Linked DNA regions of Sus scrofa: regions 2, 3 and 4 are each linked to region 1. The links are chromatin contacts, called in public HiChIP or PLAC-seq and promoter capture Hi-C maps. All regions are on one chromosome and are shown on one strand. Each heading gives the region's core, a stretch centred on a gene start, on an enhancer-like site or on the middle of the called end of the contact. The rest is flanking DNA. Distances are from core to core; before and after follow the strand shown.

Region 1 (2,700 bases), core at 111-2,610:
CAAATGCCTTTGCCCAGCCCTTGTGCAGCCCAATTCTAATTTCCTCCTCCATTCTGTAGACTCGCTATTGCCAACATTTCTCACCGCTGGCTCATCATTTTGGCAAGCTGGCATCTCTCTCTGCTCCAAGCCCCGCTGATGGAACTGAAGATCCCTTTAGCAGAATTGACTCTGGCATGTTCTAATTTAAAAAGCCTTGCACTTCTCTGCGTGGAGGCTGCTGAGATCTGTGCCCATAAAGGCAGAGAGAGTAAATTCTTCTGAGGAAAGCCTATTTTTAACAAGTCCTGAACCTAACTGAACTCAATCATTTTTCAGTCGTTGACACTTGAAATATATGAGTCACTGGGCTATATATGGAGTTGAAGGCTAGAGCAGCTCTTTAAATATCGGAGAGATGATAGATAACAGCTTCCAGAAGAACTTCTCAGGTTTGGTGCTGTGGTTTTACTCAGGATTATGGTAAAGCATGGATCTCTAGAGACAGCCCAGGGTTCAAAACCTGGCTCTCCCACTTACTGCAAAAGTCACTTTATTTCTCCAACCCTCAGTTTCCTCATCTGTAAAATGAGGTTGGTATCACTTGTCCCAAAACACTTTGTGTGAATCATCAAGACCTGACATGAGACTGCTTATAATCTTTATTTTACTTCTCATTAGTATTCATATGCTTCCTTGCAGAAGTGTTAAGGTGTTTGATTTTGACATGTTGCCCAAATGCCATTCATAAAATATCTGTCCCACTGACTTCCCTCATGGTTACAACATGGCTGCCAACAACATCAGGGGTAACATGTTTCCCTGTGCACCACATTATCTTTCCAAAACCAAAACCATGGTAAGTTCTAAAACACATCTTCTCTCAAGAGTTTAGGGATAAGTGAATGGAGAGCCTAGGCTGAGCTACAACTCACTCAAGAGTTTGGAGGTAAGATGGAAATCTCAGGTAAAAACTACCCTGGAAAACCAGTACCTCTAATCATTTCCCTTCAGCAATCATTTCCCTTCAGCAATATAGCTGCTTCTAGAGTTTAGCTCCAGAGGAAGTGGTTGGCTTGTGTTTCAGGGCCATTTGCATGAAAACATGTTTATCTTTAAACGATCAAACTCGGTTAGGCCGGTGAAAAAGGCTCACGCTAGGAGTCACAAGTGATTTGGGTCAGACTGGGTGTCCCAAGTCATGGTCAGAGGAGAAAATTGGACAAATTGCCCCGCACCAGTGGTTATTTGTCTCAAGTTCTTTTTGCAGAACAGGGAGAATTGGATTTCTCTGAGTTAGTGCGGTTAAAGCATGTACCCGGCAGGGTTGCTGTATGTGTGAGTGGGAGAGGGGGAGTAAGAAGATGGTGCGAGGATATGCGGGTAAATGACAGAGAAAATGGCAAGGCGATTGGATTGGGGCGTGAGTTAGCCGAGTCAGGGAAGGAGAGCTTTGATTAATTAATTAATTAATTAATTGAGAAGTTAGTGGTGTGAGGGTTCGGCTAGTCCGGTAAGAGGTCATCGCGGGAGAGGGAGGGGTCGCTGAGGAGTGTATCTCCCACCTCCCCCGCAAAACTTTCCCATCAGGGGCTCTGGTTCCCACTTAAGGGCCCCACGGCTTCCCCGAACCTTCCAGGGAAGAACGCCCTGGTCTGTGCGAGTCATAAAAGCGCCCGTTCCAGGGGTCCGAGAACGCCCAGACGTGGGGCTGGGGGCTGGTACAGCGCAGCCGTGCAGCAAACTCCCCTCCCGGCGCCGTCAGACAGGCAGCTGCGGCAGCGGTCGGACACTCGGTGGGAGCAGTCCTGCAAATTCCCTCTGGTAGGTTTTGCTGTCCGTGCAGCCGCGCCTGCTGCTCAACAGCGCCCTCTGCTGGGGAAAGCAAAAGCGTGGTGGCTGCCCCCATCCCGGACCCCTTCAGACATTTAGCTGCCCCTAAACTTGGAAAATATCGCGGTCCCCCTCCATTAAATGTAAATAAATTACAGTGTGTACGATAAATCCAAGAGAGTGCAACAAACTTCCATTTCCCCCTTAACGATCCCAATTTTTAAAAATTTGTGGGTGTTTCTGCACCCCTGCATGATTATGATTAGTGTTCTAAACATATGTTTAATGTTCTACCAGGTTAGACTGTTTGGGCTTTTTTTTTTCTTTTTTTTTCAACAGGAGCCTCCTTTCTCAGACTTGGCATTTATAATCCACACAGTGGCCTGTCTCAGGGGCCCTGCCAAGTCCTTCAGGAGTCAGGATTTTCTTTTAAGAGTAGATTGTTAAATTCAGCAGCAGCAGAGGAGGGGTTGGCCTCCTCCATCCCAACTAATTAAATATTCGTTTCTGCCAAGAACTTACCGTGTGCCCAGATACTGTAGTGGCTAGACTGAGGTCTAAGGAGCAAGAGGCGCTTTCGTGGTGCTCTCTGACCTGGACCTCTGGATTTATTAGCATTTTCCAACACACACAAGTGGGCAGCTTTGAGATTCTACCTAAGAATTGCATACTCAAATTCCTGCAGTTACAGGAAATGTGGGAATTGAGGGAGGAGGGGCCCGGAGAGTGAGTAGCTGACCCATATTCACATTTTAAAACACTGCCTGCTAAACAGAACTGAAGGCAGATTGAATTTGCCCTGTGGGCCTTGAGTTTGAGACCCCAGACTAAGGGTGGTATGCCATGGGCCAAGACACCTGCAGGGTTCTCTGGAAGCCCAGCTGTGAG
Region 2 (2,700 bases), core at 119-2,618, 140 kb before region 1:
GTGAATCTCACCTCAATTTTTTTTTTTTCTTTTTTGGCTGCCCCAAGGCATATGGAATTCCTCAGAAAGGGATCGGATCCAAACCACAGTTGCAACAACTGCAGGATCCTTAACCCTACTCACTGTTCCAGGCAGGGATCGAACCCACATCCTAGCCTGCAGAGATGCTGCTGATCCCACTGCACCGCAGTGGGAACTCTTCACCTCAATTTTAAAAAGTGAGAGAGAGACAGACCCAAGGTCCCAAAACTACAATGCCTGAGTCCCGGCCCCAGCCTCTATGAACCCCTAAGGCCCCAAATTTGCCAGTTCACAAGGCCCTTGTAGTTCCAGGAGAGCCACGTCACAAAGAAAAATGCTAAGAACTTGGGAAAGCCAGTTAATTCCAAATCCTCACCTGGAAGACGGGCATGCCTGGCAGAACGCAGTGGAGCAGAGCATGGGCTGTGGGGCGGCTCTAGCTCACCCGTTAGCCTGGACCTTGGCCGTAGCTTCCTTTTCCACCCCAGAGTGACAATGGGAGCAGTGCATGACATCATGTGTGAGCTGAGGGCCCAGCCTGAGTGAGCAGATAATAAAAGGGACACACCTGACTTTCCAGGCCACCCTCCCCTGGCCCAGCTTCCCTGTCCATCCGTGGTTTCCATGGACGCCTGACTCACCCCGAATTCTCTCCCCTGTGTTAGGAGTGACAACAGTTAACTATATATCATGTCACTGAGACCACCTCAAACCATAGGAACAGGAGGAGACTGCGTCCAAGAAAGGGATTCCAGAATCTCCTTATACACGGTTCTATTGGCAGAGATCAAACCCTTGAATCCTTATCTCCTCCTCCAAGGTGGCCTCCCTGCTTCCACTCTGAGCCCCTCTACAAATCTGGTCCTGTTGCCCCCATCCTTCCAGGGGATACACACAAGCCTTGCAGACCCTTCTCAGCTCCTCGAATGCTGAAGACCCTTTCCTCCCTCAGCCTGGGAGGCTCCTCCCCTGCCACCCACAGAGCTCACCTCTGCCCGACCTTCAGGTGTCAGGTGAGATGTCACCTCCACTGTCGTCACATGTCCTAGATCAGGTCTCCCCCACTCCCAGGGCCTCTCAGTGCCCCCTTTAGTGTCCCTGCAGAGGCTTCCCTCCACTTACAACCGCCCGCCTCTGCAGAGCATTGAGCAAGGGAGGGACGCACCCATTCCGCTGGCTGCTGTAGGCCCCGTGCACCGCAGGTGCTAAGATCTGACTGTTGGGAGAATGAATAAACAGCTCTACTCTGCTTCCCCCTGAGCCACGTGGCCCAGTTAGGAGAGGAGGGACCGCGCAAGGACTCCCCCTGGCAGCTGGAAGGAAGCTGGCTCCTTCCTTCTGCTCCCGGAATTGAGGGTTTGGGATTTCAACCCCAACAACTTAATACCATGTTTCCTCTCCCGTCAGAGCCACAGAGGGAAGCGCTGAGCTGCCAGCAGTGCTGGGCTGTCTGGCCTGCTTTTTTCTCTAAGCCACATGAGAGTGGAAAAAAAAAAAGACCCAAATCACTTCCTTTTCTATTTTACCCTGGAATGAAGTCCGTGATGGGAGAGATGAGGGCTGTTTCTCTCTGCCTCCAGAAAGAACTTTGGCTTTAGGGAGGGGTTGGATTACTGCGGTTGAGGGGAATGCCTGAAGCAAGAGCCCCAAATGGCTCTGTTCAGGGACAGGGCTGACAAGGAGCTGTGTGCGTCATGAGGCTCCTGAGCCCCCTGCTTTCTCCTGGGACCCGGAATGTGCTTCCAGACACCTGCTTGCTTCTCTTGGGGCTGGACCCCACCCGCACTTGTCCTTCATAGTTGGAAGACGTCAGGACAGCCCTGAACCCTGTAACAAGTTCCTTTCCCTTTGCTCTTCTCTGCAGCCCGTGTTTTCCTCCCAGGCTCTCCCCGTAACCACACCTGGAGGTGGGTGGTGGGTCGAGCCAGGCAGGTATCTTTGGCATCACTTCACAAGTGAAGAAACTGCCTCCCGACCCCAGTGGCAATGAGTTTGTGAGGCATGGGACCCTCATGGCCTTGCTCAACCCAGGGCCAGCCTTCCATGTTTGCTGAAGGAATGTGGGAATGTTTTATCTGCCCCCAGTGTTAACCCTTTAATTTACCTTGTGTGCGTGTGGTCAATCACGCATAAACCTACCATTTTAGCTATTTTACAGTTGGCATAAAGTTCAGAGGCATCAAGCACATTCCCGAGCATGTGCAACCATGACCTCTGTCTAGTTTCAGAACATTTTCATTACCCCAAATGGAGACTCGTATCCAAGAAGCAGTCACTCCCACTTCCTCCCTCCCTCCAATCTTGCTGTCTCTGGATTTATGTTATTCTAGACACTGCATATAAATGGAATTATAAGATATGGGGCCTATGTGTCCGGGTTCTTCCACTGAGTATCATGTGGTCAAGGTTCATCCACGTTGTGGCCTGTGTCAGTGCTTCACTCCTTTTTCCAGCTGAGGATGGATAGGTCACATTCTGTGTAGCCATCTGTCAGTGGATGTACCCTGACTTTGGTATCAGGATTTATTTTACCCCTGATAGCACTGGACCTGCCTGGTGTACCCAGTGCTGGATGGGGCACGTGGTCCACAGAATGGAATGAGCTGTTGCCAGAGATGGGCCCCCACCCTGCCCTCGTGACTCTTGCTGCCAGCTCTGCCCCACCCTGGGCACCTTGGG
Region 3 (2,700 bases), core at 171-2,670, 190 kb before region 1:
AGTAATGCATGCAAAATAGATTGAAGATTGACTTTTCTTCTCTCTTCCTTCCTGGAAACTGTTATATTTACCAGCTTCTTATGTCTTGCAGAAAACATTTTAAAAGGGAATTTTTAGGTTGATTCATGTTAAGAGGGGGCAGAAATTAAAATATGACTGACCCTTTATTATCCCACTGTAGTAAGCAACTGCCCTCTGAGGGAGAACCTGCAGCTGGATTTTATTTGGACAGACTTTGATTATTTGTTTTAAGAGGCTCACAAGTGATCTGTATTAAAAAGTCTTTGAGGAGTTCCTGTCGTGGCGCAGTGGTTAATGAATATGACTAGGAACCATGAGGTTCCGGGTTCGGTCCCTGCCCTTGCTCAGTGGGTTAACGATCCGGCGTTGCCGTGAGCTGTGGTGTAGGTTGCAGGTGCGGCTTGGGTCCCGCATTGCTGTGGCTCTGGCGTAGGCTGGTGGCTACAGCTCCGATTGGACCCCTAGCCTGGGAACCTCCATATGCCGCGGGAGCGGCCCAAAGAAATAGCAAAAAGACAAAAAAAAAAAAAAGTCTTTGAGTCTTTGTCCAAACAAACCTAATTAAACTTCATCATTTCTAATCAGACGATCTTTTTTTTTGCCCCTAATCAATTGATAATAATGTAGATATGGGGATTCTGGGGGTTTGGATTTAGGGTTAGTTCCATCCAGACTTTTCATAACTATGGCCGCAATAATTCCGATGTCTCCAGGACATTCTAATTTTTAAATTGTCTTCATAACTACATACACACTTGTCAGACCATGGGTTCCGATATGGGGCTTGAAAAACATGCTTTAACAGTGTGAGGCTGGTGCTTTTGACATAGGTTTACCCAATCTTGTATTTGCTTTTCTCTGGTCTCCACATTCTTGACAACAAATTTGGATGAACAAAAGGTCAAACAGGCAGTGGCAGAAATACCTGACCCCATGGCAAGGGCAAAGCAAAGCTGGTTTAGGTCTCAAGAATTCACTCACAGGCTTTCAGGAAAGGGTGAGTGAAAACGGAACTACCTGCAGACCCAACACGAAGGATGAAAACATGTTACAAGCCGGAAACAGAAATAGAAGTGGGGAAGAGAGAGCAGTGCCCCTCAACTCACTTTCATTTTCTGAGGCTCTCTGTTTACAAAAAATGAATTTATTTCTTCATTTACTATTTAACAAATATTTGGGGTACCCCAAGGTTAAAATGCTATGTACATGTGCCATTCCAAGATGAATGAACCTATTAAAAGCCAACTAACACAAGTGCAATGAGATGCCACCACACAATTATTTGAATAGCTAAAAATGGAAATAAAACAAAACTGACCACACCAAGTTTTCATGAGTGTGGGGAGCAGCTGCAAATCTCACACATTGTTGGTGGGAATGCACAATGTGCAGCTGCCACTTTAGGGGAAAGTTGAGCAGTGTCTTGTAAAATTAAATACCACACAACCCAGAAATCTCACCCCTAGGTATGTACCCAAGAGAAATGAAAATCACACAAAATCTCGATGTGAATGTTTATAGTGGCTTTATTTGTAATTGCCCAAAACTGGAAAAGCTCAAATTCTTTCAACTGGTGAATGAATAAAGGAATTGTGGTATAACCTTTAGAGGATACTTATTAGCAATAAAAAGGAGTGGATTGAAACTCCCAAATGTATGGCCAAATTATTATTATTATTATTTTTTTTTTTTTTTGTCTTTTTGCTGTTTCTTGGGCCGCTCCCGCGGCATATGGAGGTTCCCAGGCTAGGGGTCCAATCGGAGCTGTAGCCACCAGCCTACGCCAGAGCCACAGCAACACGGGATCCGAGCCACATCTGCGACCTACACCACAGCTCACGGCAACGCCGGATCGTTAACCCACTGAGCAAGGGCAGGGACCGAACCTGCAACCTCATGGTTCCTAGTCGGATTCGTTAACCACTGCACCATGACGGGAACTCCCGGCCAAATTATTTTTAACAATGGTGTTAGGACTGAGTGATGGGGGAAAGGACAGTCTCTTCAACAAATGGTGTTGGGAAAACTGGATATCCATATGCTAAAAGGATGAAGTTAGGAGTTCCCATTGTGGCTCAGTGGGTTGAAAACCCGATAATAGTGTCTGTGAAGATGCAGTTTCAATGCCCAGCCTCCCTCAGTGGATTAAGGATCCAGTGTTGCCAGTAGCTGCAGGGTAGGTCACAGATGCAGCTTGCATCCAGCATTGCTGTGGTTGTGGCATGGACTGGCAGCTGCACCTCTAGCCTGGGAACTTACATATATCACACGTGCAGCCCTGAAAACAAAACAAAACAAAAAACTTTGACATTAGACCCTTACCTAAAATATTAACTCAAAATAGATTAAAACTATTAAACTACATAGCAGAAAACATAGGAGAAAAGTTTTAGGACATTGGTTTTGGCAGTGATTTTCTGGATATAGCATCAAAAGCACAGGCAACAAAAGAAAAAGTAGACAAATGGGACCACACCAAACTTAAAAACTGCTGTATGTCAAAAGGAGCAATCAACAGAATGAAAAGTCAAAACCTATGGCATGGCATGGTAGAAAATAATGCAAATTATATATCCAATGAGGGGTTAATATCCAGAATGTATAATGAACTTCTGCATCTCAATCACAATAATAAAAATCCAATTCAGGGCAAAAAACCTGAATAGACATTTCTCCAAA
Region 4 (2,701 bases), core at 125-2,624, 250 kb before region 1:
GTAGAAACGAATCTGACGAGTATCCATGAGGATGCAGATTGGATCCCTGGCTTCGCTAGGTGGGTTAAGGATCTGGCATTGCTGTGAGCTATGGTGTAGGTTGCAGTAGTGGCTTGAATCTGGCGTTGCTGGGGCTGTGGTGTAGGCTGATGGCTACAGCTCTGATTTGACCCCTAGCCTGGGAACCTCCATATGCCGCGGGTGTGGCCCTAAAAAGATAAAAAAAAAAAAAAAAAAAAAGTAAGCCTAAATAAATACTAGGAGACAAATACTGGCATTTCAGGAAGGCTAGGTTTGGCAATATATTCTAGTAGGAAAGGCAAAAAAAACCCACCCAAAAACCTGATAAAAAGTTAAACAAAACACATCAAGAAATCACACATAATTTGGAGTTCCCGTCATGGCTCAGCACTTAACGAATGAGGGCTCTAGTGTACGCCAGTGGCTACAGATCCGATTAGACCCCTAGCCTGGGAACCTCCATGTGCCGCGGAAGTGGCCCTAGAAAAGGCAAAAAGACAAAAAAATAAAATAAAAAATAAAAAGAGAAATCACACATAATTTAACTGAAGCTTTCAAAACAAACTCCCTGGAGTTCCCATTGTGGCACACTGGGTTAAGAATCCAACTGCAGTGTCTCAGTCACTGTAAAAGCATGGGTTTGATTTCCTGCCCGGTACAGTGGGTTAAAGGATCCAGCGTTGCTGCAGCTGCAGCTCAGATTCTATCCCTAGCCCAGGAACTTCCAAATGCCTGGAGTGCAGCCTTAGGAAAAAAAACAAAAAACAAACAAAAAACCCAAACCCTTCCTGCCCCTTTACAAAAAAAGCTCTGTTAAAATGGCCACCACAACATCCTCTGTTTATAGCAATCACAATAAAGACAAAATGTGGCTAAGATTACTTTTGCATGACAAAGTTACATGCTTCGAATCCTAATTTGGACAAACATATCCAATGTTTTGAAACTAGGAATAGTCTTGTATTCTAATCTGGCAAACAGCTACGGCATGTGCTTTTTTTCTATTTTAATATTTCCTGGACAATTAAGAAATGTTTTACATGTCATAAGATTATACCAGCAAGAAACTGACCAACTCTACTAGTTCTAGTATGCTAGTATCAACATGTCATCCAAGCTTCAAAACTGAGCTACTAGCCTGCTCCCAAAGTTATGTATCACTCAGGAGATAGAAGGATTCCTTAGGCAAGGACAATCTAACATTGCTTCCCTCTTCAAAACCTGCTGTGGCCATTTGGCAGGCAAATACTGTCAACGAGTCCCACAAAGCCAGAGGAAGGGAGAAGTGAAATGTCAGGCTGGTGAAGGGCAGAATGTTTAAACTGTTAGGAATGTTCAGGCCCTCCAGACGGAGCTCAGAGGCTTTTTGGGCGCAAGTCCAAAGAGTACACTGGCGGCAGTAAAGGGCTTCAGGTTGCACCTGCCTCTGTGGCCAGTGAAGTTCAATACTGAAGGGTACCTCTATGAGGAAGACATGATGACATGCACTTGCTCTGTCCTCCAGTGTTAGGGCCTGCTGACCTTGTTAAAAGCCACAGGCTCACAGGTGGGAGAGGACCTCTTGGCAGTCTCACCCCAGTGCTGTAGTTTGCTTCACCCACAGCCCATAATGCTCCCATCCTCTGTGTCCCCAGTCATTCCCTATGACCTTCCTAAAAAATGCTTACCTCTCACATTCAATCCGTTGTCACATGCAAACTGTGCAAAAGGTGACATATAATTTGGGTCATAGGCCAGCTCATGAGCTTGCTCAGCAATGCTTCTTGCTGTCTGTTGTATACTCTCATAATTTGAATTCTACAATGGAAAGATGAGGGAGTTATTTTTACCATAATGCCTTACATGATTTCTGCATCAAGTATATTTGCAAACATCACTTTTAAAGACAGTAACATTTACCTATCATAGTTTCCACCATTTAAGTTTTACTCCATTTAGAGAAGACACTGAATCATCACACCTCAACTAAAATGGAAATGAGACCACCAGTGCCGCCTGCACAAGATGTCAAACAGAAAGTCCTTTACTAGGATGGCCTTGGCCCCTGAAGTTTGGATTTTCATGTGTTTTTTTTTCCCATTTGAAATTCTTAAGGCATTCTTGCTAAAATGGGATGGGACTCAAAGGGCGGATTTTGATAGCACTTTAGGGATGACCTCAAAAGTCTTCTTGCTTGGGGATGCACTCTGGCCAAGCACAGTGCTCTCTCCAAGTAACGCTGTCAGCTGCCCTACTGAAAAGCCCTCTCTATTCTCTATTCCTTCACTCTGCTTTATTTTTTCTTCTTATTTACCAGCAACATTTATCAATTCTTTCTTTCTCTATATTATCTGTCTTCTTCCACTAGAAAGTAAGCTCCATAAGGGCACTCTGTCACTGCATAGAGCACAGTGGCAGCCCATGTAAGCACCTGACCTTTACTGAGCCCCACAGACAAGGCATGGTGCTAAGATTTCTCTTCTTTTCTTTGTGGTTGCGTCCACAGCATGGGAAAGTTCCCAGGACAGGGACTGAACCCTTGCCACAGCAGTGACCCAAGTGATAACATCGGATCCTTAAGCCCCTGCACCACAGAACTCCAGTGGTTCTAAGGATTTCTAAAGCATGGTCTTGGTTCATCCTCACCACAAGCCTGTAACGTAGGGCTTTTTGTACCACTCCACCTCACCTCTATTTTACA

Evidence for each region. Promoter capture Hi-C pulls out the DNA fragments that hold promoters and counts their contacts. HiChIP or PLAC-seq counts read pairs in DNA pulled down with a chosen protein or histone mark.
Region 2: a contact with region 1 is called in an H3K27ac HiChIP or PLAC-seq map of skeletal muscle. The contact joins two enhancer-like sites. A contact is called at or near these places in 4 of 47 Hi-C or Micro-C datasets (blood, embryonic fibroblasts and skeletal muscle) and 2 of 2 datasets of contacts at active chromatin or transcription factors (alveolar macrophages and skeletal muscle).
Region 3: a contact with region 1 is called in a promoter capture Hi-C map of liver, with 4 times the contacts expected there. The contact joins two enhancer-like sites. A contact is called at or near these places in 2 of 5 promoter capture datasets (fetal liver and liver), 20 of 47 Hi-C or Micro-C datasets (alveolar macrophages, blood, embryonic fibroblasts and 11 more) and 2 of 2 datasets of contacts at active chromatin or transcription factors (alveolar macrophages and skeletal muscle).
Region 4: an H3K27ac HiChIP or PLAC-seq map of skeletal muscle shows a contact between it and region 1, with 5 times the contacts expected there. The contact joins two enhancer-like sites. A contact is called at or near these places in 2 of 2 datasets of contacts at active chromatin or transcription factors (alveolar macrophages and skeletal muscle).

What each region holds. Positions count from the first base shown.
Region 1 is chr14:32,155,176-32,157,875 of Sscrofa11.1, forward strand. The region is part of intron 2 of CCDC63 (coiled-coil domain-containing protein 63); the gene reads left to right. Among named protein-coding and RNA genes, the nearest start is that of CCDC63, 16 kb to the left of the region's middle. Within about 2 kb of position 1,361, at least 32 of the 83 cell types and tissues checked have an H3K27ac peak or open chromatin away from gene starts, as enhancers often do. A contact at or near this core is called in alveolar macrophages, liver and skeletal muscle, where this site is marked.
Region 2 is chr14:32,018,168-32,020,867 of Sscrofa11.1, forward strand. The region is part of intron 5 of HVCN1 (voltage-gated hydrogen channel 1); the gene reads right to left. Among named protein-coding and RNA genes, the nearest start is that of HVCN1, 25 kb to the right of the region's middle. Within about 2 kb of position 1,369, at least 27 of the 83 cell types and tissues checked have an H3K27ac peak or open chromatin away from gene starts, as enhancers often do. A contact at or near this core is called in alveolar macrophages and skeletal muscle, where this site is marked.
Region 3 is chr14:31,968,276-31,970,975 of Sscrofa11.1, forward strand. All of the region lies in intron 1 of TCTN1 (tectonic-1), which reads left to right. Among named protein-coding and RNA genes, the nearest start is that of TCTN1, 16 kb to the left of the region's middle. Within about 2 kb of position 1,421, at least 6 of the 83 cell types and tissues checked have an H3K27ac peak or open chromatin away from gene starts, as enhancers often do. A contact at or near this core is called in liver, where this site is marked.
Region 4 is chr14:31,909,472-31,912,172 of Sscrofa11.1, forward strand. It overlaps PPTC7 (protein phosphatase PTC7 homolog), which reads right to left. Exons shown (of 6, transcript XM_003132884.4): 5 at 1,689-1,818. Among named protein-coding and RNA genes, the nearest start is that of PPTC7, 36 kb to the right of the region's middle. Within about 2 kb of position 1,375, at least 13 of the 83 cell types and tissues checked have an H3K27ac peak or open chromatin away from gene starts, as enhancers often do. A contact at or near this core is called in skeletal muscle, where this site is marked.